4 separate regions of the Mus musculus genome follow, and all the other regions are linked to region 2. A link is a contact called in public Hi-C and HiChIP or PLAC-seq data. All regions are on one chromosome and are shown on one strand. Each heading gives the region's core, a stretch centred on a gene start, on an enhancer-like site or on the middle of the called end of the contact. The rest is flanking DNA. Distances are from core to core; before and after follow the strand shown. Region 1 overlaps Stard13 (StAR-related lipid transfer (START) domain containing 13). Region 2 has its middle 21 kb from the start of 1700028E10Rik. Region 3 overlaps Stard13 (StAR-related lipid transfer (START) domain containing 13). Region 4 overlaps Stard13 (StAR-related lipid transfer (START) domain containing 13).

Evidence for each region. Hi-C and Micro-C count contacts between places; a contact is called where the count stands out from the background. HiChIP or PLAC-seq counts read pairs in DNA pulled down with a chosen protein or histone mark.
Region 1: a Hi-C map of Sertoli cells shows a contact between it and region 2, with 2.1 times the contacts expected there. The contact joins two enhancer-like sites. A contact is called at or near these places in 2 of 484 Hi-C or Micro-C datasets (Sertoli cells and liver), 2 of 115 datasets of contacts at active chromatin or transcription factors (bone marrow-derived macrophages and intestinal crypt epithelium) and 2 of 9 other capture datasets (adipose tissue and pancreatic islet).
Region 3: a contact with region 2 is called in an H3K27ac HiChIP or PLAC-seq map of hepatocytes, with 4 times the contacts expected there. The contact joins two enhancer-like sites. A contact is called at or near these places in 2 of 15 datasets of contacts at CTCF or cohesin (both in the NIH/3T3 cell line), 2 of 484 Hi-C or Micro-C datasets (embryonic fibroblasts and liver), 2 of 115 datasets of contacts at active chromatin or transcription factors (a beta-TC-6 cell line and hepatocytes) and 2 of 9 other capture datasets (adipose tissue and embryonic stem cells).
Region 4: a contact with region 2 is called in a Hi-C map of liver, with 2.0 times the contacts expected there. The contact joins two enhancer-like sites. A contact is called at or near these places in 3 of 484 Hi-C or Micro-C datasets (the MC38 cell line, liver and nephron progenitors) and 1 of 115 datasets of contacts at active chromatin or transcription factors (neural tube).

The regions. Positions count from the first base shown.
Region 1 is chr5:151,087,104-151,095,035 of GRCm38.p6, reverse strand. Stard13 (StAR-related lipid transfer (START) domain containing 13) reads left to right here. Exons shown (of 14, transcript NM_146258.2): 3 at 2,208-2,289. Among named protein-coding and RNA genes, the nearest start is that of Stard13, 99 kb to the left of the region's middle. Within about 2 kb of position 1,580, at least 22 of the 459 cell types and tissues checked have an H3K27ac peak or open chromatin away from gene starts, as enhancers often do. A contact at or near this core is called in Sertoli cells, where this site is marked.
Region 2 is chr5:151,344,593-151,351,483 of GRCm38.p6, reverse strand. It overlaps a transcript of Stard13 not described here. Among named protein-coding and RNA genes, the nearest start is that of 1700028E10Rik, 21 kb to the left of the region's middle. Within about 2 kb of position 4,668, at least 40 of the 459 cell types and tissues checked have an H3K27ac peak or open chromatin away from gene starts, as enhancers often do. A contact at or near this core is called in Sertoli cells, hepatocytes and liver, where this site is marked.
Region 3 is chr5:151,134,044-151,141,362 of GRCm38.p6, reverse strand. The region is part of intron 1 of Stard13 (StAR-related lipid transfer (START) domain containing 13); the gene reads left to right. Among named protein-coding and RNA genes, the nearest start is that of Stard13, 52 kb to the left of the region's middle. Within about 2 kb of position 6,057, at least 42 of the 459 cell types and tissues checked have an H3K27ac peak or open chromatin away from gene starts, as enhancers often do. A contact at or near this core is called in hepatocytes and liver, where this site is marked.
Region 4 is chr5:151,170,131-151,177,904 of GRCm38.p6, reverse strand. All of the region lies in intron 1 of Stard13 (StAR-related lipid transfer (START) domain containing 13), which reads left to right. Among named protein-coding and RNA genes, the nearest start is that of Stard13, 16 kb to the left of the region's middle. Within about 2 kb of position 3,259, at least 79 of the 459 cell types and tissues checked have an H3K27ac peak or open chromatin away from gene starts, as enhancers often do. A contact at or near this core is called in liver, where this site is marked.

The DNA of each region.
Region 1 (7,932 bases), core at 331-2,830, 250 kb after region 2:
AATTTACTAATTAGGAAGGGAAAGCCCAGGACATTAAGCGATCTCGTCCTAGTTAGAGTTTCTGCTATTGTGACAAACACCATGACCCAAATAAGGAAATGGTTGTTTCAGCTTACAGCTCTCAGGCCACACTCCTTCCCTGAGGGAAGGCAGGGCAGGAACCTGGAGGCAGGAATGGATCCAGAGGCCAAGGAGGGATGCTGTTTATTGGCTTGCTCTTTGTGGCTTGCCCAGCCTGCTTTCTTATAGCACCCAGGACCACTAGCACAGGGGTGGCCCCACCCACAGTGAGTGGGAACCTCCCACATCAATCATTAATCAAGATAATATCCCACATATTTGTCTGCAGGCCAATAGCATGGAGGAAATTTCTCAGTTAAGATTTCTTCTTCCCAGACATGTCTCTGTGTCCAGACAAAAGAAAAACAAGCAGCTCGCTGTCCTTACATGGATGGATGGGAAATTAAAAAATCCCAGCCTTTCTGATTCTTGATGAATCATATATACATATACATATGATGCTATAGGTACTATGAGATTTAATGTGAGCAGTCCATAAGTATCTAAGATGTGCTATAGCTCAGAAACATGTACATGCTACATGGTATACATATATATATATATATATATATATATATATATATATATATATATATATACATACACACACACACATATATATATCACATAAATATAATGAAAACAGCAGAGCTTGCTCTGTAACTGCTATTATTCAAAAACCAATATTCAGTGAATACTCACACTTCTGCCGTAAAGTAGCCTTCATGACTGTGATACTTACTTTACAGTTGAGGGAATGTTACTTGCCCAGAGCAACGCAGCAAAGAAGTAGTGTATACTTAAAACTAGAGTCCCTGGGCTCCTGTTTTTGTTTTTGTTTCTTTAAGATTTATTTGTCTATTGTATGCATATGAATACCCCACCATTGCTCTCTTCAGACACACCAGAAGAGGGCACCAGACCCCATTACAGATGGTTGTGAGCCACTATGTGGTTGCTGGGAATTGAACTCAGATCCCCTGGAAGAGCAATCAGTGCTCTCAACCACTGAGCCATCTCTCCAGCCACCTGGGCTCCTGTTTCTGGGTTTCTCGCTGTGATGTATAATCACGTGACAGGAGAGTGAGGTGCCGTTCACTGGGGACCATGAGAGATTCAGTCACTGGGAAATACTTTGAGTTCATCCACTTGAGTGGATTCTTTTTTATAAAGGCAAGGGTTATGTCTTCCAATTGGAATGTCTACAGCTAAGTAAATATGCCAGTATGTTTAAACTTTTACTGTGTAGCCTATGCTCTAAAGAGAAAAAGATGTGTGCCCAGGATGGGGGGAAGTGTCTGCTTCCAACCCAGAGGAGGATTTAGAAACGTTAGCTTCATTTTAACTGGGAAGACATGGGGCATACAAAAGAGGAAGCCATGGCTGTCCCAGTGACCAACATGAAAGTTGACCTTGGGCCATTATGTCAAGTGATAGCAAGAGGTTTTCCTATGTAAAAGAGGGACCTAAAATGAAAGCCATATTCCGGATTTTGACAGTTACCACCCCAGTTGGCATGAGTCCTCTTTTGGGGAACAGTCATGGGCTAGGAATCTCTTCTTTTGTGGCATCAATTCAGGGACTTCAAGATGACTGAAAATTTTGCTACCAAAAGAAGAAAGGGAGAAAGGGAGGGAGGGGGGAAAGAGGAAGGAAGGAAGGAAGGAAGGAAGGAAGGAAGGAAGGAAGGAAGGAAGGAAGGAAGGAAGGAAGGAAGGAAATCAGATCTGGGACTATTAAACTTGGGCTGTTTTTGGAAATGTCCTTTTTGAAGGAAAAAACGTTTGCTAAACTAAGAATTCTATGAAGTCATCTGTCCTGTGGTGAATAGGAAGAATGCAGGAGCTGTTCTTCATGTCCTCCTGAGGAATGTCAGATAAGGATGGGCTTAAAGGGCCCTTGGCATGCAATCCTGCCCAAGGTTAAGATGCTTGTTTTCATAGTTTGCACTTACACTGCACTCTCAAGAGCATTTTCTGTGAATAATAATAATAATCTGTGCTATTTTTAAATGCTGTCAGCAATAACAATAAGCAGTAACTGTGATTTAAGATTTAGGAATTAAGAATGGTGATTTGTGCAGAACCTGATGGCCTGAGTTCATGCAGCCAAAGGCATAAGCCTCTGTCTTCTCCTTTCTCTCTCAGATTCGCAGTTCCCCATCAACATTGCGGCCGTCAAAAAAGACCATGACTTTCTTGAAAGGGACCTTGTAGAACCTCTTTGCAGGTAAGCCAGATGAGTGAAGTATCTTTGGTTTTGGTTTCTTTCCTTGGTCTGTCTCTATTTTGGGCAGCACAAAGTTAAAGGTTGACATTAACAACTTTGGAAATACGTTTATTGTGGTCACTGTTGCTGGTTGGTCCTGGTACCCTGAGGATGCTCAGTTCCTGTTTCTGTAGAGTTTAAATCTTAAACAGGGACTTGGGGGGCACTTCAGACATTAGATTAGGAAAAAGAGTAAGAGGAAGAGAGAAGAAAAGACAGAAGAGGAGAGAAAAAAGAGAAAGGGTGGATATTTCAGAGTATTGTTAAATGCCATTTTTTAAATGTGAGCTAATGATTAGGACAGTAAGGAGACAGCACAGTTGAGGTGGCGGAAGGATTCAGGAGGGTCGGTCATCTCAAGTGTTGTCAGGGCAATGTCTGAGATGCCCTTTGAGGATGTTCAACCTGACCTAAGTTTTTTTTTAACATATATAAAGTCAAGTGGTTATATCTTCAAATCAGAATACGTAAGGCCAAGTAAATACACTGGCAGATTGACTTATTTAAACCTTTCTCGTGTAACGAATCTTTTAAAGAGGCAGAAATGTATACATGAAGAATTCTCTCCTCTCAAGCACTTCGCAGAGTAGTTGTAGAAGCCTGGGTGAAGCAATGAGGCATGAGCAAACGAACAATAAGAAACCATTGAACTTGGGCTCATAATTGTAAAGATCCGACAGAATCTGTATTTTAGATAATCAAATTCCGCGTGAAAGGTCAGTTGTGTCTATAGAACTTTGAAGTTGTGTGGCTAACACTCTGGGAAGAGGTCAGAGCTAGGGTAGGTGTCAGCGCAGGACACTTTCAGTCTTCGGGCCACATAGAGAGGACTTGGTGATCCTATACTGATAACCTCAGTCCACTGATCTTCCTTATATGTCCTGCATTTGGTAAGCATGACTATTTAATGATGAGCATAGAGATACCAAGGCATTCCCAAATAGTGTAAATAATCTTAGGTATGCTGGATCCCTGACCTCAGGTTTTGTGCTCTGAGCTTGCTATATGATCAAAAAAAAAAAAAAAAAAAAAAGATTTGTGTTCATCTCTGCTATTCACAAAGACAGTCCTGTGTGTCTGCTTAAGTTTAATGTATCAAGCCTGTCAGTTTAAAAGAGGGAAGAATTCTGAATCATAAACTTGGGCTGGCTGGCTGGTTAAATGCACTTGCCACCAAGCATAACTACCTGAGTTTGATTCCTGAGACCCACAAAGTTGGAGGAGAGAACCAAATCTCGAAAGCTGTCCTCTGGCATCCATACATGCACTATGGCATGTGTGTGTGCGCACATGCACACATACATACACACACACTAAAATACATAGATACATACATACGTACATACATACATACATACATACATACCTAAAATCATATATTTGAGTGGAATGAGTGGACACAGGCTATTTAGGCTAGAAGAGAAACATGTACATGTCTGTGCCTTCGTAAGAACCCGTGGGGTAAATGGATGACTTCCTTGTGATCCTTCCAAAGCTCTGACTTGGAAGAGTTCCATTTCCGCTTCTCCATCTGGAAGGCACACCTGCAGCATGAACAGATCCTTCCGGAAAAACATTCATTCCACTCAGGAACACGGGCTGCTTTTTCTCTAAGTGTTGAGTATATTCCTGTTGGCTGGCATTTTAAAAAAGTAATTTCTATTTTCAAAATTATATTTTACTATCTTTTTCCATTAAGTCTTCTAAATTTGTTTTCTATAAATTGACTTATATTTAGCATTAGACACACACACACACATATTCAATATGGACTAATACCAGTGTGCAATCAAGACTTGACAAAGTTCCATCCATTGCTCCTGAAGCCACCATTTCCCCTACTCCCAGCCCCTGGCAACCACAGATTTATTGTCTGTGCCTACATTTTGGCTCCATCAGGACATAGCAGAGATGACATGGAACAGGATATGGCTGGTTTTGTCTGGCTTCCTTCACTCAGTGTAATGTTCTTAATTCGTTTTAATTTCTGTTTCAAAAATATATTCCTTTCCACTGTACAGAAAGACTTCGGGGTTCTCCAGTTTGAGGGTATAAAGACACCCTAACATTGATATATGTGGTTTGTGTGAGCGTAAATATACATTTCTTTTCAGTAAAATCTTAAGGATGGGACTGTGGGGGCTCAGGACAAATCTTTTCTATCTTTATAAAGAGTTTCAAGTGGCCCTGTTCTTTTGTATTCCTGACAACATACAAGGGTCCAGTTACCTGGCCCTTGGTAGTATGTTTTTGTTTTGCTTGTAGACATTCTAACTGGTATCTGGCTGTGGTTGCGTTATGATTTTAAATGTTCATTTTCTTAGTGTGATTTTAAATGTTCATTTTCTTAGTGACCAATAAAACTAAACATCCTCCCATGTCTCACCAACCTACCTTCTCCTGCAAAATATCTATTCAAGCTTTCTCTCATTTTTAATTGAATAATTTCTATTCCTGAGTTTTGAGAGATTTTGTTGTTGTTATAGATACCTCTCTTGTCAGATACATTCTTGTAAACATTTTTCTGCCAGAATGTAGATCTTTTTCAATATTATCATAGAATGGGAGAGGTTCTTAATTATTCTAGCCAAATTTGTTTATTTCATGTATATTTAAGAGTGTATCTAAAAATGACCTCCTGAGATGAAGTGCTAAGTATGTTATCCTGTGCATTTTGAATTTGTGTTTATCTTAGTAAGTACAAGGCCTGGGCCAAGATTCATTCTGTGTCTGATTGTTCCAACTACTTGTTGAAAGGACTGGACAGCTGTCTTCATCAAGTCACCTTGATATACACCTGTGCATTTTTGTGTATATGTCTGTGTCCAGGACACACATGCTATAGCGCCTATGTGGAAGTCAAAGGACAACTTGTAGGAGTTGGTTCTCTTCTTTCATCCTCTGGGGACTGGGACTTGAACTCAGGTCATCCTGCTTGGTGACAAATGCCTTTAGCCACTGAGCCATCTCACTGGCCCTAAATTGATGTGTGGATTAGTAATCAGCGTATGTTTAGGTCTCCCGATGTTTACAACAGCAAACTGTAGTTGGCAGCACAGGACGTGGACTTGATTAATACCTAAGAGTTTCGTGATTCCATTGCATACTGCTATTTTTACATCCAGGGTTTATTACTAGAATATAATTTTTAATATGTTTATACCCAAAAAAAATCTTTCTAAGCTGTTTTATTAATCCTTGTGAACAAGCATTTGACTAGAAGTGTGTGAACCTCCGTTCTCAGAGTGCAGGAGCTGTGGGTAAAATAGAGGCCAAAGGAAGAGTCACACACACCCTGGGTGGATCAAAGGAAGCAAGAGTAGGTAGGCAGCCAAAGGCAGCTGCCTGGAGAACTAGCGGGGAATTGTTTCTCTTCACTGTGAGTTCTACACAGTACAGATTTCCTGCCTCGTAAATACCAGAAAGCGACAGAGTATCTCCCGCCAGAGGAGAACGAGGATGCCTTAAAAACTTTTGAGATTAATAGGCAGCTGAATAGAAACTTGCCTATTCATAAGGTAAGTATTGATTAATGCCCAGAGAGCCGTAAGGGGGTGGAATTCTATTCATGTTCTTCTTTGTGCAATGCATTTACAAAGCTAGTGGTTCTTTTCTTAACTTCTGAAATTACATCTGTTTGCTTATTTGTCTGTTTACTTGCTGTGTGGCAGGGGCACCAGAGGACATCTTTATTAGAAGTTTGCTATCCTCGTTCCACCATATGGATCTTGGGAATTGAACTTGGGTCCTCGTGCTTGGCAGCAGGCACCTTCACCTGCTAGTCTGTCCTGCCCATCCCTCTGCTTTATTTTTAAATCTCTATGGGCCTTACAGTTCTCATGGTTGTTTGAAATTCTGAGGCCATGCAAAATGGTAGAGGGAATTAAAGCCAGAGGGAGCTCCTTCCAGGGAGACAGGAGAGCCAGAGTCCCCTGCAAAAGGATGTTCACTGCCGAGATTTTACTCACAAGTGGCAGGTTCACTTCTCAGATCCCAGTTTACTACAGAATCGTTGGACAGTGTAGCTTAAAAATACAGCTCCTATTGAGAGTGAGACTGCCCAGAAGGAATCAGGGTAGATGCTCAGCTGTATGCCACCTCCTTTTCTGTAGCTCTGAGGTTTAGTCCCCATAAGGCAGGCAGATTTGCTGCCTTTGCTGAAAACATGAACCCCTGGAATGGCAACTGAGTTCTTTGTGCATGGCTGCAAGGATGACTGCAGGACCAGTGTCCAGCAGGCTCTGTGTAGATGGCTGCTACTGCAGGCATGGAGAGCTCTTTCCAGTATTTTAGAAGCTACTGTTAAAAGTTCTACTTTCCTGGGTTGTCACTGATTGTTGACTGAGAGTCTCTTCCTCCGTATGTCATGGAAAGTTCACTGCAAATCCAATTATCTGAGTGAGCTGGTTGGAACGTTAGCCCTATGGGACACCTGGAGGGCACAAAAGGTGTCAAAACAGCTTGCTAAGTTTGTCCTTTGGTGCAAATCACAGCAGGCTGAAGCACTGGGGAGGTGAGACGCTACCTTCTGCAGTGCTGGGTTGTGGTATTCACTGCAGCTGGCTGCAGACATAGGCCTGGATGCTCAAACATGACCTTTGAATTCCTAAATTAATGTGAAGATAGCAACTCATCTGCATAATGCATGTTGTTAATAGATGCTAATTAATTATAGCATATGACAAATGAGGGCATGGGCTGTGTGTGCTGTCGCGTGTTGATGGACCTAGCTATGACTACCCAGTGCAGCTTTCCCCAGTGTTTAAATAAATGAGAAGTGATGAGGGGCCTCTCAAGAAGCCAGGAGTGGTGAGAGGAAAGGATGCAAGGAAGAAGGATAATGCCAGGGAGAAGGGTATTATAGTTCACTGCTGCACACCCCCATTTGATCCAAGGATGCCAACAGCATTAATATTAAACAATGACAGTCTCTGTGAACATAATGCAAACCTTTCCCTTTAAAAATATTTGTCTTAGAAGGGGCTGGAGAGATGGCTTAATGGTTAAGCGTGCCTCCTGCTCTTGCAGAAGACTCAGGTTCAATTCCCAGTACCTACGTGGTGGCTGCCAACTATAACTCCTGTATACCAAGGGATCTGACACCCTCTTCTGACCTCCATGGGTGCCAGACACACAAATGCTACAGACATACATGCAGAACACCCATATACATAAAATGATGATAATAGTTGTCTTGTGCATGCTGATACAACTCCTTTCTGACAGCACAGCCTGCCCTCTCTCTCTCTCTCTCTCTCTCTCTCTCTCTCTCTCTCTCTCTCTCTCCATTGACCTTTGGCCCTGATTTCCTCCCACACCCCAGCTAAAGGCCAGAGGCAGATCCAGGGTTTAAGCACTAGCACAGGGGTGATTTCTCATGCTGTCAATCCTTGGGGGAATAGCCAAGGGGAAAGCAGAGGGAGGCATGTCCATCCTTGCTGGCTCCATAGTGGCATGGCGACAGTCATTTGCTTACTTCAGACTATATCTCTACTTTCTTTATCACATCCCATCCTACCCCAGACACAATGAAGCCTTCCTATGCCTGGCCTGTGACTTTTGCACACCCGGAGTCTGGGAATTACATAGCAGAATTGTGTATTC
Region 2 (6,891 bases), core at 3,419-5,918:
GAGATCCCTTGCAAAAATATGGATCAAAGTGAAGTTAAGGGAAACCAGTCATTCTGTAATGGTCAATTGTTCAGTCGTTTGTCAAGAGGTTTCTTGGCCTTCACAGGTAAATGTGGGAATAAGCAAAGTGTGGATGGGCACAGAAGAAACAGAAGGAACCCAACTGTCCCACCTTCTGATCAGCCAGGGCCTCTCATTGACTGGTTTATGAAGAAAACAGCTCGCTACCGATTCACTTTACAGAAATCATGCCCAGAGCAAGGTTCGGAATAAGAGTGGAGACTTCAGGTAGTCAAATGGAAACCGCTTGGCTCACACATTACAATAAAAAACCATATCGTAGGCCGGAGGACTGGATGTTCTGGGCATGATCTCAGCTCTCCGCACCTCCTGCACATTTAATCCCCACAACAACCCTGAGAAGGATTATTTCCTTCTTCTTCTAGAAAAACCCGATCTTCACAGCAACATAGTCGAGTTTGTGGGATAGGAACTAACCACTGTGATCCTCATTTAGCAGATGAGAAATCAAGACTTAGTAAGCAGTTTGTGCTAAGCAATTTGCGCAGGCGGGAAGTAAGGTATACAGATAGCAGAGGCTGTGGTGTGCGATCCTCCCCACACCACCACACCAGCTCAAAGGGCATGGGGGATTTTTCTGATTCCTCTTGAAAAAGATAATGCATGCTATGGTAAGAGAAACCAATTCGAAAAGACCATACGATTCCAGTGTCAGGAAATTTTGGCCAAATTGGGAGAATTAAAAAAAAAAAAAAAAAAAAAAAAAGGTGAAGACAAGGACTGGTAGTCAGGGCACAGAGGATTTTTGGGGCATGATTGTACAGTTATGGAATGTGTCACACATTTCTCAGAATCCTCAGAGGGACCCAGATGTGAACGATGGGCTTCTGTGACCTTGATGTGCTAATGTAGGTTCATCATACAAAACAAATGTGCCACTTTGTTGGAAGAGAAGGATGGTAAGGCAGGCTAAGGGAGCCACTGGGAGCATATGGGAAAGAACTGTATCTTCCTCTCGGTTTGGTGTGAAAAAGGGTTTTGAAATGTATAATTTATTTCTTAAGTGCTTTCTAAATTAAAAGGGAAAGACAACTAAGACAGTGCACTTGAAATATATTCGCCGTGACCCCGTGCTTCCTTGCTTTTTGGTGTAATAATGTCAACTTTTACATTTAGTTTCCCTCTTGGAATTTTCCTAGCTCCAAAAGAAAGCATTTGCTGCACATTCATTCTTTTTATTTAGACACAAAATGAAAGTTAGAAAGGAGAAAGTCATTATCTTTAGTGTGATGCTGAGTCCACTCCTCACTCTCTCCTAAGGGAATGTAATTTATTAAAGCAGCACTTGGCACCTCTCTTAGCCACTCTCCGAATAGCTTTATAAAGAAAAAAGAAAAAAAAAGGAAAGAAAATGTTCCCTTGTTTTCACAGTAAGCTCTTCATTATCTTGAGGCAGATAATTAATTATTTCTAAATCAGCTAATTCAGGATGGGAACAGTAGCTTTATAGGTTATTATATATATAAATAAATAAAAGGTTTTAAATTCCCTAGCTCCTAAGAAAAACAACTGAAAGCTAGTCTTGTTTCATAAGACAGGTTCTTGCTTTGTACTACTGAATGGCTGTCTGCCTGAGGCTTTGGAGTATGGGATTGCAGATGTGATCTTGTAATTAATTGAAAGCCTTGCCCAGGTTCTCAATCAATTCTTCTTGACACAAGTAATGGAAAGTGTGTGTGTGTGTGTGTGTGTGTGTGTGTGTGTGTGTGTCTGTGTGTGTGTCTATGTGTATTCACAGACAGACAGACGACATGGGAATCTATGTGGCTTATGCAAACATTTTACTCTTCTCTATTTATTGCCAATATGTGTCCTGAGCATCTTGCCAAGACTGTCATCTGTAAGCAGGCACCAGGCAGGTAGGCAGACTTGGCAAATGAACACTTTCAGTGTGGTTCTGCCTGTCAATCTTTGAAGATTTGGATCCCGAGAGGTTCCTTTTCTGTTTCTCCTATTTCAAAGATAATTTCTTTTGAATCAGCTCCTTTCTGGTTGCTCTGACCCTACATGAGCTCAAGGCTTTTGTGAGAGAGAAGATTGCAACTGCCTAGAATTTTTTAAAGACAGGAAACAAATTTTTCCTCAGTGATTTACATCAGCTTGTTCCTACAGTTGTTAGGATCAGAGCCGAGGTTCTAGAAGCCCCAACAAATTAGGCTTGGCCACCCATCCTCAACAAGCCAATTCAAAGGAAAAGTAATAGGGAAAAGCAGAAAAGGGAGATTTATTCAATGTGGTAATACATTAGGAAGAGGATCAAAGAGGTTCAGCACCCTACCCCTGCACAAGCTTATCTTTGGGGTTGGGATGTGAGTCTAGTGTTTGAATAGAGGGAAGGGCATAGGAATGACTATGAGATCCAGTGAGGTGTGCTTCTGCTAATCAGCAACCTCTCAGGTCGTGTCTCTTGGTTTGACAGTGTCAGAACTCTGTGAAGTCTCTTTCTGGAGACAAGCTCACTCTGGTTGGCATCAGGGACCCAGTCTGTTCCTTTGCTAAGACCAAGACAAGTGGGGGAAATCCCAATTGGGGGGTGGTCTATTGTTTCATCAATCTAATAGCCCAAGGGAGGAAGATACAAGTATCCTTAGAATATCTTCATTCTTGCCAGGGTGATTACAAGCCTTATGTGAGCTCACTTGTGTGTATAACTGCCATTTTCTTAATTTCTCAGCTAGCCTGCAATATTTCACCTGCAGTGTATCTGGTGTGTAGAATCCACTGCCCTATAGGGCATGTCTGATGATCACGTACTTGTTTCTGAATGTAGCCTTGGCTGCCAAACAAAGGGCTCCTTGTTCCATCCAAATACCTCTGACAGGCCAAGGCAGTGCTGCCACGAAGCTATCACTGGGGAGGATGGAGATTATAGGTGTTCGGTCTTTATTACTTGTATTAGTCAGAGTTCTGTTACCATTACAAAATCATCAACTTAAAAAAGAAGGAAGGTTTACTTTACATGTGTTAGTCCCCTGGAGTACATGAATCTTTGCCTTATAGACAGAAGAGAGGTGAAAAGGAAGAGCCAGGGGTCCTAACATTCCCTTCCCGGGCATGCCCTTCAAATGACTCTAAGTTCCCCCAATGAAGCCCTACATTTCAAAGTGTCCAGCAACTTCCAGGGCACCACATCCTGGAGGCCAAGACTTAATTACACAGATCACTGGGGAGCACTCTTCCCAGGTCTATTGATATTCAGAGTTTGATATACTTTCAGTAGATCATGTCTAGAGTGAAGAATATCTACTTCTAGTTTTCAACACTCTTTGTGTCATTGAAGGGTGGTAGCTGATGAATAGCTAGAAGGATAAATGAGATACAGAGTAGATCAGGACTAAAACTGAGCTTAAACACTTCTGCCAAACAACAGATGACAGCTTAGAGATATCCTGCACCGTGTGTGCCTGGCACAGGGCCCACTTTTCTAGAAGGGACAAAGACATCTTCTGCTCACCAATGGGTGAGTCCTGAAGGTAGGACATCAGACAAGTCATGTTCAAGTCTCTATGAAGTGCATTACATGGGCTGTTATAGGCTGTAAAATGGCTAACAGACAGTCCAGACCATGTTGACAGAAACAAAAGAGAGTCCAAGGTTTGTGCTTTGTGTGTGTGTGTGTGTGTGTGTGTGTGTGTGTGTGTATAGGTGTTTGTGTACATAGAGGCTACAGATCGATATAGGGTATCTTTCTGAGTTGATCTCTGTTGAAATAATTTTAATAAATATTTTAATAAATAAATCCTGGCATGGGGTTGCTTCCTATCTCAATGGTTTATGTTTCCAAATCTCTCTCTCTCTCTCTCTCTCTCTCACACACACACACACACACACACACACACACAGCCTTTACATGTAATATGCCTTAAGCAGCACAATAGCTTGGCAATTACCTAACCTCCCTGTTATTAGAATCTACCTCCCATTGATAATTCTGAGTTACTACTTATAAATTTCTATGTTCTATCTTGGCTGATCTTGACCCAGTTGAGCAGCCCTTTGGACTGGTCCTCTGGCCCCCTTACATGGCAGCTCTGCTCCTCTCTCTTGTCCACATCCTAGGCTTGGCATCTCTCCCTTCCTTCTCCTCATTGTGGTCCCAAGCTGGGGAAACCTAAAACCTAGCTTTCTCTTCTCCCTAGCTATTGGCTGTCATCTTTATTTACTAATCAGAATTAATTGGGGGCAGGTTCCCACAGCTACATGCAGACCTTCTCATGCAAACTTATTTTGGGGACCCCATTAGCATTAGAATACAAGCACTTAGTTACAGATCTTCTCTATACTTCTTGAGGCAGTCTCTCTGTGAGCCTGGAGCTAGGCTGGTAGTTGCAACCCCGAGAGATCTTTCCATTTCTGCCTCCCAGCAGTGAGACTACAGATACCTGTTGCCACGCCTAGGGACCTAAACTCAGGTGCTTACAATCAACCAGGAAGCACTTTATCTACTGAGCCATCTCCCTAGCCTTCTTGGCCTGTGAACTTTTTGAGTCACAGAAGCCAAAGCCAAGAGGTTTCTGGCTGAGCGTGTGACAATGCCACTTTGGCCTGGCCCCGTGTCCTTGACTTGGAAGAGCGGCCCTGGCACAGAGTCAGGACCGTGACTCATGAGTAGCTTTGGACTAATGTTCTGTTCACTTACTCATGAGGATAGAGTGGGTAGGACCAGGTGAAATGGGGAGCCGTGTTCTGGGCATCGAAGACAGGGAGAGTGCCGACTGCCATCAAGAACCTGCATCTGCATGCATGCACCTGAGTCCTGAGCTTCCATCTGGCTATGCTCAAATCTCTAAGAACACCGTGTGATGACCTCAGCTCATCCAGTCTTCTCCTGGTTCAGCCTTTGGTCAACTCATCGTTCAGCCTCCAAACTGGGGGGGGGGGGGCGGGGGGACAGGGGTGCCCTAACCCTTAAATGTGCGTTTTCTGTCACCAAATCCATCTCATGCTCATTTTTAAAACCTTATCTCCTGTTAATTCCATCCTTTGGTATCCTGCCTGACACCACCTTGGCCTGAGCCCCCAACCCCACCCCACCCCCAAACCCCCACCCCCGCCACCTTGAAATTGCAGCTCCTTAAAGTAGTTTTCCACCACATGGCCTGCACATGTCACCCTAATGCCTGGAAAAAGGAGAAAGAACGCTTAGTAGTCCACAGTAATTTTGAAGTCAGTCTGGTTATAAGGAGACTAAATCTGATCCCAGGTCTGTTCTATGGAAAAGTCCCTCCATGTCATTGTGTTGCCTTTGGTGGAAAATCAAATTGACTCTGACTTGACTTAGTGGTTCAGCCACACCACACTGTGTTTGGATCCTTAGGTATTTTTGAGGCCTGCCCCTTCGCCCCCACCTCTGATAGCTGTAGTCATTTTGTTCCATGCCTGCCAGCTATTTCATACTGTTGTTGTAATATGTGGACCAGTTATTGACACAGAAAAATAACTTGATTCAGTGCAAGGTCATGCTGATTACATATCCTGTTATGAGGTTTGTTAATCGTAAGAAATGCCACAAAGCTTTACATAGGACAATATGAACTGTTATGCCTAAAATGGCTTGAGTCAGTGCTAACCACCAGGCAGCACTTCCTGCACCTGCATATGGGCTCACCATGGGTTTTGCTGTTTTAGCCTTTATAAGCCGGCCCTGAGAAATGTTCAGGGTCCTAGCTGAGCCCCCAAATTCTGATCTGTGGCCCTGATCAGTCAGACTTAGGGTGTGCATTCAATAAACAATCCCTGTGTGACTGAGGTCAGTGTTTGTGCACTTTGTGGGACATTGTTGGACCACAACACTATTTACTAAACCTCTTCCTATTTGCATCAGTTTTGCACCTCTGACCTGGCATTTCCCATCTTCTCTCTGGCTCACTGATCCTCGCTGGCAAGGTTCAGCTTAAATGTCTACAAGAATGTATACCTTGCTCAGACTTCTGGCTGCTCTTCTTATTCTCCTGCCTCTCCTGACAGGTTTGCATTCTTTGGCTTCTCTGAAGTAAGAAAAAATTCCCCCCTCCACAGAATGTCTAAGGTGATTTTAAGAAGCAGAAGGTGGAGTTGAAAGACCTCACAAACTGCTTTTCCATTAGGACTTCTTATTTTCTCCTCCAGTACTGTTGGAGGAAGCTTGGACAGAGAGGCCCAGGTCTTGAGCGATGATTTTTCTGTACACTGGAGGCCTCCTCTGTTTAGGGAATTTCCTGGGATCTGATCAGAGATGGTAAGGAAGCATTCAGGCTTACCGTCTTGTTTGGCATTGTGATGAAATGGGAGTTAGAGACTGGGCAAAAGACCCTGTGTCTTATCTACAAGAGAGGCTGATCCAGAAATGAGCAGGGAGAAGCAGGGGGAAGCCTTAGGTTTTACCCTGTGAGAATCTCCTGCCTCTTGTTACTTCTTTCTTTTCACTTCCTGTGGTTTAAGCACATTAGTCCCTGCCTGGACTCTGTAGTCATGGAGTTCAGATGGTTTGTGTGTGGTCAAATGGTCGCATAATTGAGGAAGAGTGAAACATATCTCCTCGGCAGAGGAAGCAGGGTTGCTTTGGCTGCCAGGTAAGGCAGAGGTTCTGAAGAAATGTTTCTGTGCCTACAGAATGGCCCAGGAGTCTGAGACAAGGGCAAACTCCGTTTCTCTAAAAGGTAACCATCTTCAAGGACAGAACGTCATACTTGATACTGTGCTCTATGATCAAATCATGACCAGCTGCTCTAGAACAAATTCTTCTGCTTGTTGCCTGCAGATTTTGAGACTGTTGCCATAGCTAAGATGCACTGAGCCACAGCTGTGTGAAACAATTTAACATCTGTTTCA
Region 3 (7,319 bases), core at 4,808-7,307, 210 kb after region 2:
TATGTGAAGAATCATTATGCAGAGAGAACCCCACCCTTCCCCGACGCCTGAATCCCACTCCCCACCCCCACCCCCCACCCCACATACAGTGATTTTCCATGAGGGCTCCCTTGCCTCTTCATGCTTCTGTGCCTCGCTTTTATGTTTCCTTTGCTTGAGTAACTCCACCCTTGCACCACTTAACCCACCCAGCAAAATCCTTCATATCCTTACCCATCCAAATCAAATGTTCTTTTTTCTTTCTTTTTTTTTTCTTTTTTCCTTCTCTCTCTCTCTCTCTCTCTCTCTCTCTCTCTCTCTCTGGCAATTCTAACACACACACAGAGTAGTGGATTCTGCACCACTGCTGCCTATTCACTGTATGATAAAGTTAGTTTATAAAGAGCCTGTTTCTTTCTGAGGATGGGTCTTGGACTTCATGTGGCCCATTAGGCTATATTCTGACAAGTGATGATGTTTGCAATGTCCTCTGTACCCGGGCATTTAGTGAAGGTTTCTTTGAAGTTGACTGCTATCCCATGGGGTGCTTATCCTTGGTAAACGGTCAGGGTAAGGTGTTGCATCTCATCTTTTTCACGTCTGTGTGTCTGTGTGTCTGTGCATGCGCTCAGGTATCCTTGGAGGCCAGAAGAGGGCATGGGGTCTCTTGGAACTGAAGTTAAAAGCAGTTGTCCGGTGGGCACTGGAAACTGAACTCAGGTCCTCTGGAAGAGCATCGTTTGAAAGAAAATGCCCAAGTCTTCAGGGAAAGCAGCCAGTGCTCTTAAACTCTGTACCTTCTCTGTAGCCCACACATCTCATGTTCAGGGTGGAAGTCCACCTACAGCATCCTCACTTCCTCTGCTTGCCTCCTTCCTCCATGGCTACTTCAAACTTAAAATGAGATTAAAGGCTCACGTTAACTGTTTGATGGTGGTTGTGATTGATTGAAAGCTTATCTGAAACTTAAAATGAAGTGTTCTTCCTTAGCATCAGGCAAGAATAAGATGTCAAGCAACTCTGCTGTTGATAAAGTTGTTTGAATAATGGAATGCTGGCATCCCATATGCATCAGAAGCCATCCTCTCTTTTATTTATTTCAATTGTATGTGTCTGTATGTTTACCTGCATGGAAGCCTGTGTACCGTGTGTGTGTGTGTGTGTGTGTGTGTGTGTGTGTGTGTGTGTGTGGGCGGGCGCGCGCGTGCGTGTGCCTAGTATCTGGGGAGCCCAGAAGAAGGTGTCAGATCTCTTAGAACTAGAATTAAAGATGGTTGTGAGCTACCATATGGATGCTGGGAACTGAACCCAGGTCCTCTGTAAGAGCAGCCAGTGCTCTTAACCACACAGACATCTCACCAGCCCTTTAATGTCTTTTCTCATAGCTCTGATGGCTGGAAGACTGATCTGGGCAGTCAGCATGGTGTAATTCTGGCAAGGGTCTCACAGCCAGTTAACCCACTGGCTCATTGGTGGATTAATCTACCCCTTCAGCCCCCACTCCTTTCACCACCCAACACTGCTACTCTGGGGGCCAAGTATTGAACAAATGAAATTTGGAGAACAAATAACTTGAGTAGCTGTCTACCCAAAAAAATCAAAAGTCCAATAAACTACATCTTTACACTTAACTCAGAAAGACAGGTTTAAAAGAAATGGACAGACAGGATGGTTCTTTATATTTTATATACACTGTATTACAGTCTGTGGTACTATTATTTCCTGAAGGAGCAGTTATAGTCAAGCTGGCTCTACTACAACTTTCCTTGGACTGTGGCAAGATTGGTTTTGGGATGGCCCTGCGACTCTGACTGTTAAAAATAGAAGTGAGTGAGTTCTCATCCAGAGATCTAAGAGCTTGTGTATAACTGCTGTGTTCCATTCTCATTGTTACCGAGGCTACTACGATGAAGTCTGTTTCCACAACTGTAGTCAGCCTGGAAGGAATGAAGACAGTCTAAAGAGATACTTGCATCTCTCATTCTATCTGTCTATTGAAAAAATGGAATCCAAAACAAATGGGAATTTCCCCAGGAATCTCCTGATGGAAGAAGAAAAAGGCCCCTGCCAGAGGGAACTTACTTTCCTGAAACAGATGAGACTAGAGCCCAGACAAGGATGGGTCAATGGGGGATGGGACCACACCTTGATTAGATGTGTTTATCCTTGGCCTCCATTTAAACTGTAATTTCACTTTAGAATGGATTTGGGGAATTCTCTGAATTTCTTTGTCATGCTTTCCAATATGGCTACATTGAATAAGTCTTTCTCTGTCTCTCTGTCTCTCTCTCTTTCTCCTCCTCCTCCTCCTCCTCCTTTCTTTTTTTAATTGGCTTACTGAGAACAGGTGGCTGAACCTGTCTTGGGGCACAGCTTGCAAACCCCAATGCTCCTCCTCCCTCCCAAGTTTGATGACACTATGAAGGACTAAGATGGGCCATGTTCTACCGCCAGTCTTTGGTGAACATACGGAGAAGTATGCTCTCATTGTGTTAGCTGCTAAGATTTGGGACTAATTTGTTACTGAACCATAACTTGGCCTGTCATAATAGAAAATATAAAAAGATAGAACTGTTTCCAAGATCTAAGTCAGAGGGAAAAAATATGATGGCATCTGCAAAACCTAGAAAACCTAAAGCATTATCTCCACCCCATGAGCAAACAATATTATTCATCTTTGTTTCCATCCATGGTGTCTAGGTTACATTCAGACAACTGGTCAACCAACATCCTCCGCTTTAGGACTATATATGTTATCGTATATAACCATTAATGTTTCTCCCTACCAGGAACTCAAATAGACTTTGGATCACACAATCATATTTCCCCAGAGAAATATGGTGGGGTCAACCAAGCCTATGGGGGGGGCACACTTTGGCTCAACTGTCTCTATAGACATCACTGAGCAAACTTTAAATCTATAAAATGTTTAACTTTAAGAAAATTACTGGTGCACATCTAATCACTATCTGATATCCCCAGGCACTCTCTAAGTGCTTAGATGTGTGAACTCGTTCACTCCAACTTATATGACGAAAGCATTACCGCTACCCCCCTTTGTAGGGAATACACAAGGAACATTGCCCATACTTGTGAAGGCCAGATGTAAGCATAAGTGAGGAGACCGAGAACTACACTGTTAACTTTTCTAGATGGAAGCTTGAAAGACATGTACCACAGACGAGCTCCTGAAATGTCTGGGCTGTCTTCACCTTTGCTGTATGATAGCAATGTGAAACATCACAGCCGAGAAGGCAGGGTCAGAGCTCAATGTTGCCAGGCACTTTCTGAACTTCTGTCCTCAGATAACTTAATATCTCGCTCCAGACTCTCAATGCTGCCAGTAAGTGCTGTGTAATCAAGGACGAGCTGGATGACTTCCACCAAGGGTTTTTTTTTTTTTTTTTTTTTTTTTTTTATAAGCTATCAGATCTGAACTTAATTAATCTACAGCCTGTTTTCAGAAATGAGATTCTCTAGTAATCCCAAGAAGAAAATGGTTTCCTTTCCCCTGTTTCCTATGAAAGTTATTATATTTACCAATCATTTAATTTATCAGTGTTTCACAGGCCAGTGACCAACATGAAATTAATCCTGTCTTAGGAAGACTGGGCCTGGGAACAAGGAACAAATTATAGCAGATAGAACAGGGGCTGTGTGGGGGGGGGTTTCTTTGTTTGTTTGTTTGTTTGTTTGTTTGTTTTTTGTTTTGTTTTGTTTTTTAGAGTACCAAAGGCGTTTTCCCTGTGATATTATCCATTACCAAAGAAGAGTGCAGAACATTTTGCTGGTTGCTAAGAATTTCAATGGGCTGAGAATTTTTAGGGCCTTGCTATTTATATGTATGGAGACAGCACAGATGGCTGCCTTCTCCCTTCTTTATCTGTAATACAGATCTATGAAGACGAAGGAAAACAGGAACACCATAGAAATGAACAGAAGTGGGACCAGAAAAGGGCAGCAGAAGATGCCCTGGAAATGTTCTGCATCTGTTAGTGCTCCCTGAACATAAACAAGGTGCTCATGTGGAGCTGACGGTCTGAGACTCAGAAGGGTCTGGTCTCTGGTTTCCGTCTTGAAATACTTAAAGTTTTTATTAGTTGCAGCAAAATACAGGAAACCCTCTCCTCCGTGTTCTTGTAAAGATTTCATTTTTTATTTTATTCATGTGTATGTCTGTGCATAATGTGCATGTGGTGCTCAGGGGGACCAGAAGAGGGAGTCAGATCCCATGGAATCAGAGTTACAGATGGTTGAGTTACCATGTGGGCACTGGGAACTGAACTCAGGTTCTTTGCAAGAGTAGCTCTTAACTGCTGAGCCATTTCTCCAGCTCTAATTCCAGCGTGTATAACAATGTCTTTCATTGCTGGCTTACAAAGTGCAGATACATTGGTTTTGGGGCAAACTGCTCTCCTCATGACACATGGGAGGCCCAAAAGAGAAAAAGGAGTCTCCCTCAAGGATGTGTCCACAATTGTGTAACATCCTCCAACTAGGCTGCACCTCTCAAGAGTCCCATCATCTCCCAAGCATCCTACCAGCACAGACAAAACCTCTACTATACTGATCTTTGAGAATTCTGATCTAAACCATGTCTAGTGAAGGTAAGCCAGGCTGGGACAAGCAGGTCATGCCATGAACCCAGGAGTCCTTCCATGAAAGCAAGACTCAGGTGGCCAGATCTGCAGGTGCCGTGCTGAGTGTCTTTTCTCTTTCTCCAGAACACTCGCTCTGTGACTGTATTCCCTGCCTGCTCTCCTCTGAGCTGGGCAAAGTGTTTTTAAGTCATTATAAACAGTACTGATTTGCAAGAAGCAATAGCCTGTGTGTCTCAAGGGAAAAGTCTACAGTCAAAAAACCCAATGCTTCATAAAAAAAAGGCTTTACAGTGATCTTGTTCCCCTGCAAACAAGGCTCTACCCTGCTGGAGGCTCCTACTTCTCTGAGCGGATCTCTGGCTCCTGACAGTGGGGACCACCTTGGAACTCAAACTCTCTGAGGTGTTCAGAAACACAACTCATTTTTTAAGCTTTCAAGCTCTGCGGCCTTAGCCATTATAGCAGAAGGAAAGAGTGTGTGCAAAGTTATGGAAAAGAAAAAAGCTAAAGCTTGTGGTATGTTCTGAAGTCACTGGAGGGTCGTGGGAGCACGCAGATGCTTCTGTCACTCAGCGCTGATGTTCTGCCTTTGAACTACTAGGGCATTACAGGAGAGAAGCTAATCTTTTGTGGCCAGCACAGCTTGCCTGTGTTGATAAGTGTGATTAACAACACTAAAGTCAAATACATTAGCAAATGCCTTATAGCTGCCAGGAACGCTCATGGCCACCCACGCTTCACAGCTAAATAAGAAACACAAGTTTCAGGAGCCTGGGATTCCTAGATCTGCTGTATGTACATGCCTTCAGCTTTGATTTTCAAGTTGGTTTCAATCAAATCGGAGAGCGCTATTGTTAGAAAGCAGCTACATATAAACTGCCACATGAGGAATGTGCTTTTTTTTTTTTTGTTTGCTTGTTTGTTTGTTTGTGAGAGATGCTTGCTTGATTTTCAGAATCTTCTACGGAATCTGCAGGCTTCTCTAAATTTAAAAGTAGATTTTTAAAAAAAATCTAGAAACTTCTTTACACAACCCAGTGCTTGAGCCTAACCCTCAACCAGAAGTCAAAAGTCAAAGGCTCTCTAGTGGTGAAGCAATAAGTCAGTCAGTGTTCCCAGCAATGGAAAGGGCCCAGCTTGCCCAGGGAGCACCCTGAACCATGTGACCAGAGGCTTTGTTCTTTCTTAACTGAACCTTCATTGGCATGTTAGCTAAAGCAGGCCCTGTGCTTGAGGTGATAGCAGAATTTGTCTTTCTCTGCCCAAGATAAAGGATATCCCTATTAAAATCTTGAAGGGATATAAAATTCAATTCTTACAAGTCCTGGGTCACTAGAGAGTAAGGGAGGAGAGGAGTAGACAGAGTTAGAACCGGGGTGATTGTACATGAAGGGAAGGGTGCAGGTTCCAGGAGGGGTTGATCCTGTCTTTGCCTTAAACACATGAGACTGGCTTGCCCAGGCAGGGAATTTACACTTTCTGCCTCGCCGTGGACTTTCCCTGTTTTGCATGGCTGAATGCCAGAGCTCCAAGTGCACTCCCCACTACGAGGCACCTAAAAGAAACGAAAAGCCAGCTCCACGAAGCACTAGATGTGTACGAGAAAAGCTGACTTGATGGACAGATTCTGTGTGTTTGTTTGTTTGTTTGTTTTTAATCATTATATATACTTTAGGGTCTTTTGAAATGGAAAAACTTTTTATATTAATTTCATGTATGTGAATGTTTGGCTGCCTGTATGTATATATGTATGTATGTTTCTATATTATATGCATGCAGTGTCTGAGGAGGCCAGAAGAGGGCGTTGGACACCCCCCCCCCCCCGAAACTGAAGTTATAGATGGTTTTGAACCACGGTGTGGGTACTAGGAACTGAACTAAGGTCTTCTGGAAGAGCAGCCTGTGCTTTTAACTGTTGAGCCATCTCTTCAACCCCATGAAGTCATTCGTGTACCACAGAGTTTCATTTTCTGACTTTCCATATATACTAGTTAGTTTAGTTGATTCAAGCTAGAGTCGTTTGGAGGGAAGGAAATAATAGTTGAGAAAATGCTGCCACTAGATTTGTCTGTGGTGTGTTTTCATGATCGATGACTGATGTAGGAGGGCCTAGCCCACTGTGGACAGAATGACACCAAGGCAAGAGGTCCTGAGTTGTGTGGGAAAATATTCTAAGCAAGTCATGGGGAACAAGCCAGTGGGCCGCATTTTCCCATGGCCTCTGATCAAGTTCCTGCCTCTAGGTTCTTGCCCTGGCTTCCCTCAGTAATGGACTTACAAGCTATAAGGTGAAATAGACACTCTCCTCCCCGGATTGCTTTTGGTCATAGCCTTTTATCTCAGCAACAGAAACCTAAGACACTGTACCACTACCCAAAGCAGTTGATATTTTGCTGACAAGATTATTTTCAACATGTCGCCCCCTTTCTTTCTGGGTACTCTAAGCCAGCTTACACTGTGTAGTTTGTGGACTTTTACACATATATTATAATAGAAGACATATGTGTCCAATGGAACGTCCTGCAGAGACACAAAACAGCATTGAGAAAGAAAGAAATTTAGTAATGGGAAGGATGGGAAAGCTTGTTTTATGAGTTGAGGAAGGTAAAACACTGACCGTGGGATCTAGGGAGCTGGTCTTTGGAGCACTCTGTTGGCGTGGCTTTGCTTGGTTTTGAACGTTCCGTGACATGCATGGCATGCTACCGAAGTGTGTCTGGTAACACACCTCACCTGGTT
Region 4 (7,774 bases), core at 2,010-4,509, 170 kb after region 2:
TTCATAGCTGTTTTGAACAGTGCAGCAACAAGCATAGGTATAAAGTGTCTCTGCTAGATGTTGATTTTGAAGCCTTTCTCATATGACCATGCGGAGGCCATGGGGGTGGCGGTGCTGCTTACTGGCTTGTCCCCATCCATAGTGGTCAGGGCCCTCCCTCATTAATCACTAATTAAGAAATAGACCATGGCTCCTCTATTTGTAGTTTCCAGAAGGCTCTCTAGACTGGTTTACCTAGTGACTGCATGGGTGGTGAGTCCCTGCCAGTGGTAAGCATGCATCTATCTGCCTTTTCCCATGTTCCAGAAGCATCTGCTGCCATTTGTTTTATTGGCGACAGCCATTCATCCTCGCTGGACTTAGATGGGATCTCCAAGCAGTTCTAGTTTGTGTGTCTCTGGTGGTTGAGGATATTGAATATTTTTTGAGTATTTATTGGCCATTTGTATCTCTTTTTAAGACCTGTTCTTCAGTTCATCAGCTCACCTATTGATTGGAGGATGGTTTAGGGCTTTTTCCTGTTTAGTTTTTGCAGTTCTTTCCAAACCCTTGATATTGATCCCCTGTTTAATGTGTAGCCAGAAGAGACTTAATGCCCAGTTGACAAATTAAAAACTGAGCTCTGTTTTCCATGCTAATTCCAATAAGTTTTTAAAAGATTTTAATAGTTTTCTTCGCTTAAGACTGTCATCCCCATTAATTAGAGAATATTCTTTATATTTATTGTATCCTTCAGCTAAGAAAAAAGAAACAGGAATATGATATTTGTTGAGATTTATTCTTAGAAGTAAATTTATTGACATTTTGACAGATACAACGTATGAAAGCTTCTGGTTCATTGATTTTTTTTTAAATAGAAAATATATACTTTTAATCCCCTCAAGATAGATATTCCTAAAGACAGAAAATCAGTACATACAGCCTTCTGCATTCATTATGACATAATGTTAATTTTGAGCCTTATAAAACCCTTATTTTATAGGATGTAATATTTGACGTTTACGTATGACATGAAATGAACCCAGAAGGCTATGCAGCATCCTCTTAGTGGCTTGACAGTTGGGGGAACAATTCTAAGCTCATTGTCTCATTGAAGACATACCTGTGTAAATATATTCATGTGTGAATACATCCAGGTGTGAATTGGTTTCACCGTCACTGATTAGGAAGCCTTGCTCCCTACAGTCTGTTTTTGTGAGACATGAAAAACCATGAATAAGTCTTTCTAGTCTAAAATGTTTCTGAAAGCTAGGGAGTACAGTGGAGCTTCCAGGTCAGCACCAGCTTGTTTTATCCATGTTCTAGAACTTGAGTGTGTGGTGTCTTCAGCAACAGGATCATGTCATTGAGATCTTGAGAGTTACCAATGGCCTTGGTGGGACAGAGGGACATCACTGACCAACAATCCCCAAAGAACTATCTTGCTCCTGGCACTGGTCTTTTTTTTTTTTTTTTTAACTTGTTAGCCTGTGGTGTGTAAGAAGAGCACTGTTGGCCCGTTACAAGTTTAAACGTTCCTAATCTCATTTCCCCCAAATCATTGCTTTGCAATGGAATCCTGTGGCACAGAAAAGCATACTTCCATGACTGGTTCTGTGGCGGGCTAATGTAAACTCACCTGACAGAATAAGGACGCCTGGCAGCAGGCACCTGCAGTGGTCAAACATTAACTAACTAAGACAAGAAGTTGTTTCAGAGTCCACATTTCCCTCCTCCCCTGCCTCCAGATTCCCAGCCATGGTTTGCACGAGGCTGCTCTGGTTCTGTTTCCTTCATGTGAGCCTTTCTCCTGTGGCTCTGGTCATTGTATTGTTGGTTACCTTTTCAGAGCCTGCTCTGGACACTGAAGCTCATCAGTGCCAAGAACGACAGAGGGTGTAGACAAGGTCCTTTCATCTCATTGACAGTCACTCTTCTTCAGTCTGCTTGAGCCTTGCAGGTGGACCCATAGCCTTGGGGGGAGCCCTGCTTCACATTACCATGCTGTCATAGCTGTAGAAAAAAATATTCAGGGTGCCATGTGGACAGGCAAGTGATCTGCAAAGTTTGCTAACATCTGTATGCACGAAGATGAAACATTCAGACTGGAGTCAGCCATTTAGTCTTTATATTTCCCATTATACATCTTAAGTTTTGGAGTACTTCTCATTTCTAAGCTTAGCAACAGTAGTCTCGAAGCTACCTTCTAGAGCCTTCCCAGGGTTAATCTACCAACTGTCTTCAAGGAGTCCAGTGTGGTTGGAAATGATTCTCCTATTGTGTTTTCATTAAGACCTGAGTTTACCCTTTTGGAAAATAAGCAAGATTGAGCCTCACACCTTGCACTCACCCCTCCCTTTTCTTAGATGCATAAATGAAGGCTCTATGGTGTTAAATGAACTTTCCTGATGTCCCACAGCCAGTGAGTGCTTGAACTGTACTCTGAACTCAAGTCTGGGTGAGCTAAGAGCCCATGTTGCTCACCACTGCCAATCCCCATCCTCCTTCTAATTATAAGTAGACATTGTTTACTTGGACCCAAAGATGGTTTGAGTGTTTGTTCTTTGTCATTATAGACACAGTTGGCCCCTCCTCCCCTCTCCCCCCATTGCTGGAGAACATCATTCAGCTACAACCAGCTTGTGACCACCCTACACTAACACCCTCTTTCTGCCCTCCCGCTGCCTTCCCAGAGTTGGCTGCTCTTTATCAAGAACTCTGCGTCCAAAGTAAATGTCAGGACAGCAGGACTTCTTGCCAGAGGCTGGATAGTGTGGTTAGGTAGGCCCTGGCCCAAAAAGAGGGAAAAGAAAAATTTCCTCTACCCTTGGCCTAACCTTCCCACTTTCTACCTTTTAGAATGCTGCCTTTCTCCATAAAAAGTGCCTGGTGGAGTGCCCAGCCTCCCCTACACTTCCCCAGGGGCTCCCAGGCTGAGACTCCTGTGCCTTCACAGTGGGTCTTTTCAGACAGGAGCTGATCACATGGGACTTGAATTGAGCCTGTGCTGGTCTGGGGACAGCAGCCCTCAAAATCCCTGGCTCTATAATGCTGAGAAAGAGTGACTTATAAGAGGGTCCTGATTTACAGAAAGAAGTCTTGTGTGGAGGATTGTTTTCCCCCTGCACATTGGACAACTCCGACCTTATTCCAGAATGGTCCCAGTTGTAGCTGCCGAACAGTAGCTCGTCAGAAGAAGCAATCAGTGCTCTGCCAACTTAGACTGTTTGAGAAATTTTGCCAGAAGCAAAACAGGATCAAAAATAATAAACAGACCTCCTCCCTTGCCGCACCACCGCTGTTTACATGAGGAGACTGGTAAGCTGGCTGTGCCACAGAGCTCTCAGGGGAGGGTTTTTTGTTGTTGTTTGTTTTGTTTTTTCTTTTAAGCAGAAAAGGTTAAGTTGAGGAGTGCTCTCTTGTATTCATTTTGAGATTGTTCCAGGCTAGTCAAGGTTCTAAAACAACAGACAGCACTAAGGAATGTCTGTCTTCCAAATACAAGTTACCTGTTGTGGTGAGGCATCCGCAGGGTAGAAAACCCAGGAGTGGTGTGAGCCTAGAGAAGGAAGGCTATGTTTTAGGAGGAAAGACCCCACCAGTGAGGCAAGCTCAAAGAGGCAGGAGGCCTGGCTTTTAGGATACTCTGTCCTAGGTAGGGAGTCCCAAGTGCTTTCACTTCCCCACCAGACCACTGTCTGGGGAGGGGGGGATGGTTGATAATGAGATGGGAGGATCAGCTCTTGCCCATCAGCAGTGTTACTGAGGGGGAAAATGAATGAAAAATTAACTGAAATGAATGTGTGGTACTCCAACTCTTGATTGGCTCTCCAGTAGGTCTCTGCTATAGGGATCACTGGAGAGCTTGACTCTATTCTCTGCTGTCCTGGGTTAAGCACAAAGCTTGCTTCTATTCCAAAACCAGTGATTCACAGAACTCCCCAAGGACCTGGAAAGAATGTGCCACTTCAGCACTGGTTTGTTTTAAATTGGTTCCCAAGTCATTCTCCTAAATTCTCAGCTTCCTTTAAAATTGTTTTATAGGCTTAATGTATGATGAGTAACTGTCTCACTCACTGAGGTCATTGTGAATTCTAATTTTCCCCTCTCATTTCTCATGAGCTCTGAAGGGTCACGGACATCATTTGGTACTTTTACTTGACTAAGCATTGTTTCATCCTTCATGAACAATTTCCTGTAACCATTAGCAAAGCAACACCTTTTAAAACAGGAGATATTGTGTCACAGTGTGAGGGACTGTGACAGGGCAATGTAAAGGGTAGGCTTTTGGGTTTATGGAAGGCCAGCTCACTGCCCAAGGCTAAGATCCTGTGCAGTGTCGCCAAGCAAGTTGGGAGGCCTTTAGGCATGTTCTCAGATCTTAGCTGCTTGTACGACTTTGAGGGGACAAAAGGAGGCTGGGGTTACACTGCCCAGATGGTTTGACTCTTCATAGTCACCTCCTAGCTCAAGTCTTATGAGAGAAGAGCAGAAGACAGCAAACACACAGTGTGTAGACACATCTCATTCTGTACTCTGTTTCAATATCCGTTTTATTCTATTTGCTTTAACTATTTGTTTGCCTATCCTGGCTGGATTTGAGGAGACAGTCACTACTTAGCAAGACTCAAATGAAGTCTCTGAAAAGTGCTCAGTGCATCTGGTTATGGTTTGGAAAGGCTGTGTAAGTCTGAATTCAGTGGCGGGAACTGGAGGGAGGACATGAACAAAGACCAAAGGGGCCTGTTTGGTGGAGGAATACCTAAGCTCATGGCTTGCCAAAACCGTTTCCTTCACCTGGGACTTCACTGACTTCATCCCTGCTCTCCAACGTGAGAATAGCATCTACCCATGTCCATGTCCACATCCATACAAACACAAGATGCCTCTCTCTGGGTTTCCCAACAGCCTTTGTCTTAGTGGAATACTTTTTTTTTCCTTCATAGCTGGATCTGCCTGGTGCATAGACATTTAAATACATTAGCATGTTTGTGATTGATATTAGCAATTTGGCTTGTGTGCTATGAAGACTTCAGAACCTTGATTTAACATGAAGCACCAAGAGGCTGAGTCTTTTCTGAAATTTCTAGTGTGTAGGTAATATGCATCAGTTAAGGCCACCAGCCTTGTTATTTTCCAGATGGGGTTCAAATCCAAGTCTTCATACTTCTTAAAGTGATCTTGAGTATTTCCCATGATCCCTGCAAACTTGTTTCGTAAGCTATACAGAATACTGATGATGGCTACTCCATGCAGTTGTGAGAATGAAGTATTCCCATATACACACATATGAATGTTCACTGTAAAAAGAAAAGAAGGTATAGCACTAACAATAAGCTACAAGGTCCATTCTTCTATCGATTAGCTACTCATGGGGTAGATTCAAAAGCCAGGCTGTTCGTAACTACACATAGTGGAACTTCAGGCCACAGTCATAGGAGACCTAAAGTTAACCCATGTGAAATACTCTCAGAGGAAGGAAAGACATATAGAAGAACAACTTAGAAATTACACTTTTAAGCAAGGAGTTTCCTAGTAAAATGGATTCAATTTCTGAAAGTATATAGCTGTCAAACTACAGTTAAAATAGGCAATATTTTTGTACTTTAACAAGATGAAACCATATAAGTACAGAGCCGAACTTCAACTCTGGCATGAATACAACAGAGGAATACTTAACATTATATAATGGTTCATAGATCCAACCTAACTTGCCCCAATAAAGCACTGGCTTATTATACTTAAAATACTTATCTGGTGGGTTTAGAACTCAACTTGATAGAATCAGCCTAGGGGAAGCATATCCCACCTACCTTAGCCCACTTACAAGTTTGCAGCTAAAAGACAAGAGAACACCTGGCTAGCATTGACAACATATCCTCAAAGCTTAGACTCCCCCTTGGCTTCTTTTCAAAGACGGCCTTTCAAGTCTTGTGTGTTTACCAAGTTCTGCTAAACTCAAAACATTGACTATCTATGTTGCAACCCACTCTACTGGCTTCCCAAGAAGTGAAGTGTGTTTATTGTCTTTTCATTTTTGTATGGGGTACACAGTCAGTCACTCACTCAAAAAAGCCAAGTGCCTTGGTATGTAAAAACACACTTTATTGGATGAACCTGGAACTGGTTTCACACCGTGTTCCCAGTGTTAGAGATGGACAGCCATGGAGAGAGTTCCCAGTTCTGCTTTCAATGGTTCATTTGTTGCTCTCGTCGCTGTGTGTTTTGTTGTTGTATGAATTCACCTTCCAGCAATTTTGCAGAAAGTATCTGCAGGCGTTTCTGGAGGACATGGAAAGATTGATGCTTTCCAGCTGTCAAGAAAACCCTCAGGTTATGGCTTGAGGAGGTTGTATCCCATCCATCAGCCGCCATGTTTTCTTTCTTAGAATCGAGGTAACTGGGCTCTAATCCAGAAAGATGGACTGCCCCCCACCCCCTGCCACTTCTTTGAGCAGCGTAGCATCCTTGAAGTCTGCAAGCCCACCCTGTCTAGAGAGCTCACCTCCATGCAGACACCATTGCGCTAGCATCTGTATTCCTCCTGGAAGGGTTAGGATAGAGCAGTGGCAAACTTCTCGTGAGATCCATTTTAGTCATTTCAGTGACGACCACAAACTCCCAAAGGCACTACCTCTTAGCAATTAACATAATTGTTTTCTACATCATGTGTACTGTTGGCATGTGTATTAATCATTATCACTGCAACCAAATAACCAACAGAAACAATGGAAGAATAGTTGACTTGGGCTTTATGTTTTGGGGTTTGTTGTAAGGGAGAATGCCCATTGTAAAAGTGTTTCATCTCAATCCAGGGTTTCTACCTCGTCTTTGACTAGTCAGTTCCCAGATAAAAGACACACACAACCTTTATATTTACAATAAGCCTTAAACAGCACAAGAGTTGGGCAGATATATACCCTCTGTGCTATTATAATCTATTCCCTATCTATAACTCCAAGTTATTAATTACTATGTTTCATCTGGGCTGTTCTTAACTCCAATTGGCCAGTCCTCCCTCCGGGCCACGTTTTCATGAACTCACCTAACCCGTGGTGGCTTTTCCTTCATCTTCACCTTCTCTCCTCTCCTGGTTCTCCTCCCACCCCAGAGATAACATGCCCCTGGGGACCTTTACTCAGTGACCTATTTCCTCCAGCTAGGCTTTACCTTTTATGTTCCTAGAACATCTTAAAATAGTCTCTCCACCTGAGAACAAGCATTTTACACTTGGGCCTGCAAAGCCTATTTCATATTCAACATTAAGTATCTTAGAAAACACTTGACCAGAGTTAACTGTGTACAAGATGATGACTGGTGCCATGTGTGACGCAATAGCCATATAAACAGGATTACTGCTCTCAAGGAGATTGCCCCCAAGTGAGATAAGACATGTAAGCTGTCCTGAGTGTAGACAATTCATGGGAGGGTATGCTTCGTGGTGACTAATGGGCTAACACAACAGGCATTGTTGAGGTAGAAATGTCCACAGTCACCAAGGTGGAGAGGTAAAGAGGAAAGGTCACTGGGCTGAGCTACGGGAAATAGCTGTGCTGCCTGCCACTGGTCAGAGATCACAGGGAGTACCCAAAGTAGGACAGAAGAATGAGCCAGAATGTGTGGTGTGAGTAGAATTTGGACTGTAGGCTAAATTCATTGCAATATACATAATGAGGCTGGGTAGACTACCATGAGTTCATAAGGAAGAGCAACTAAAAATGTTTGAATACACAAGAAGGAAGACTTTCATTTAGAAAGGTGGATTCATGAACACAGAAATGACATGGCCAAGTTA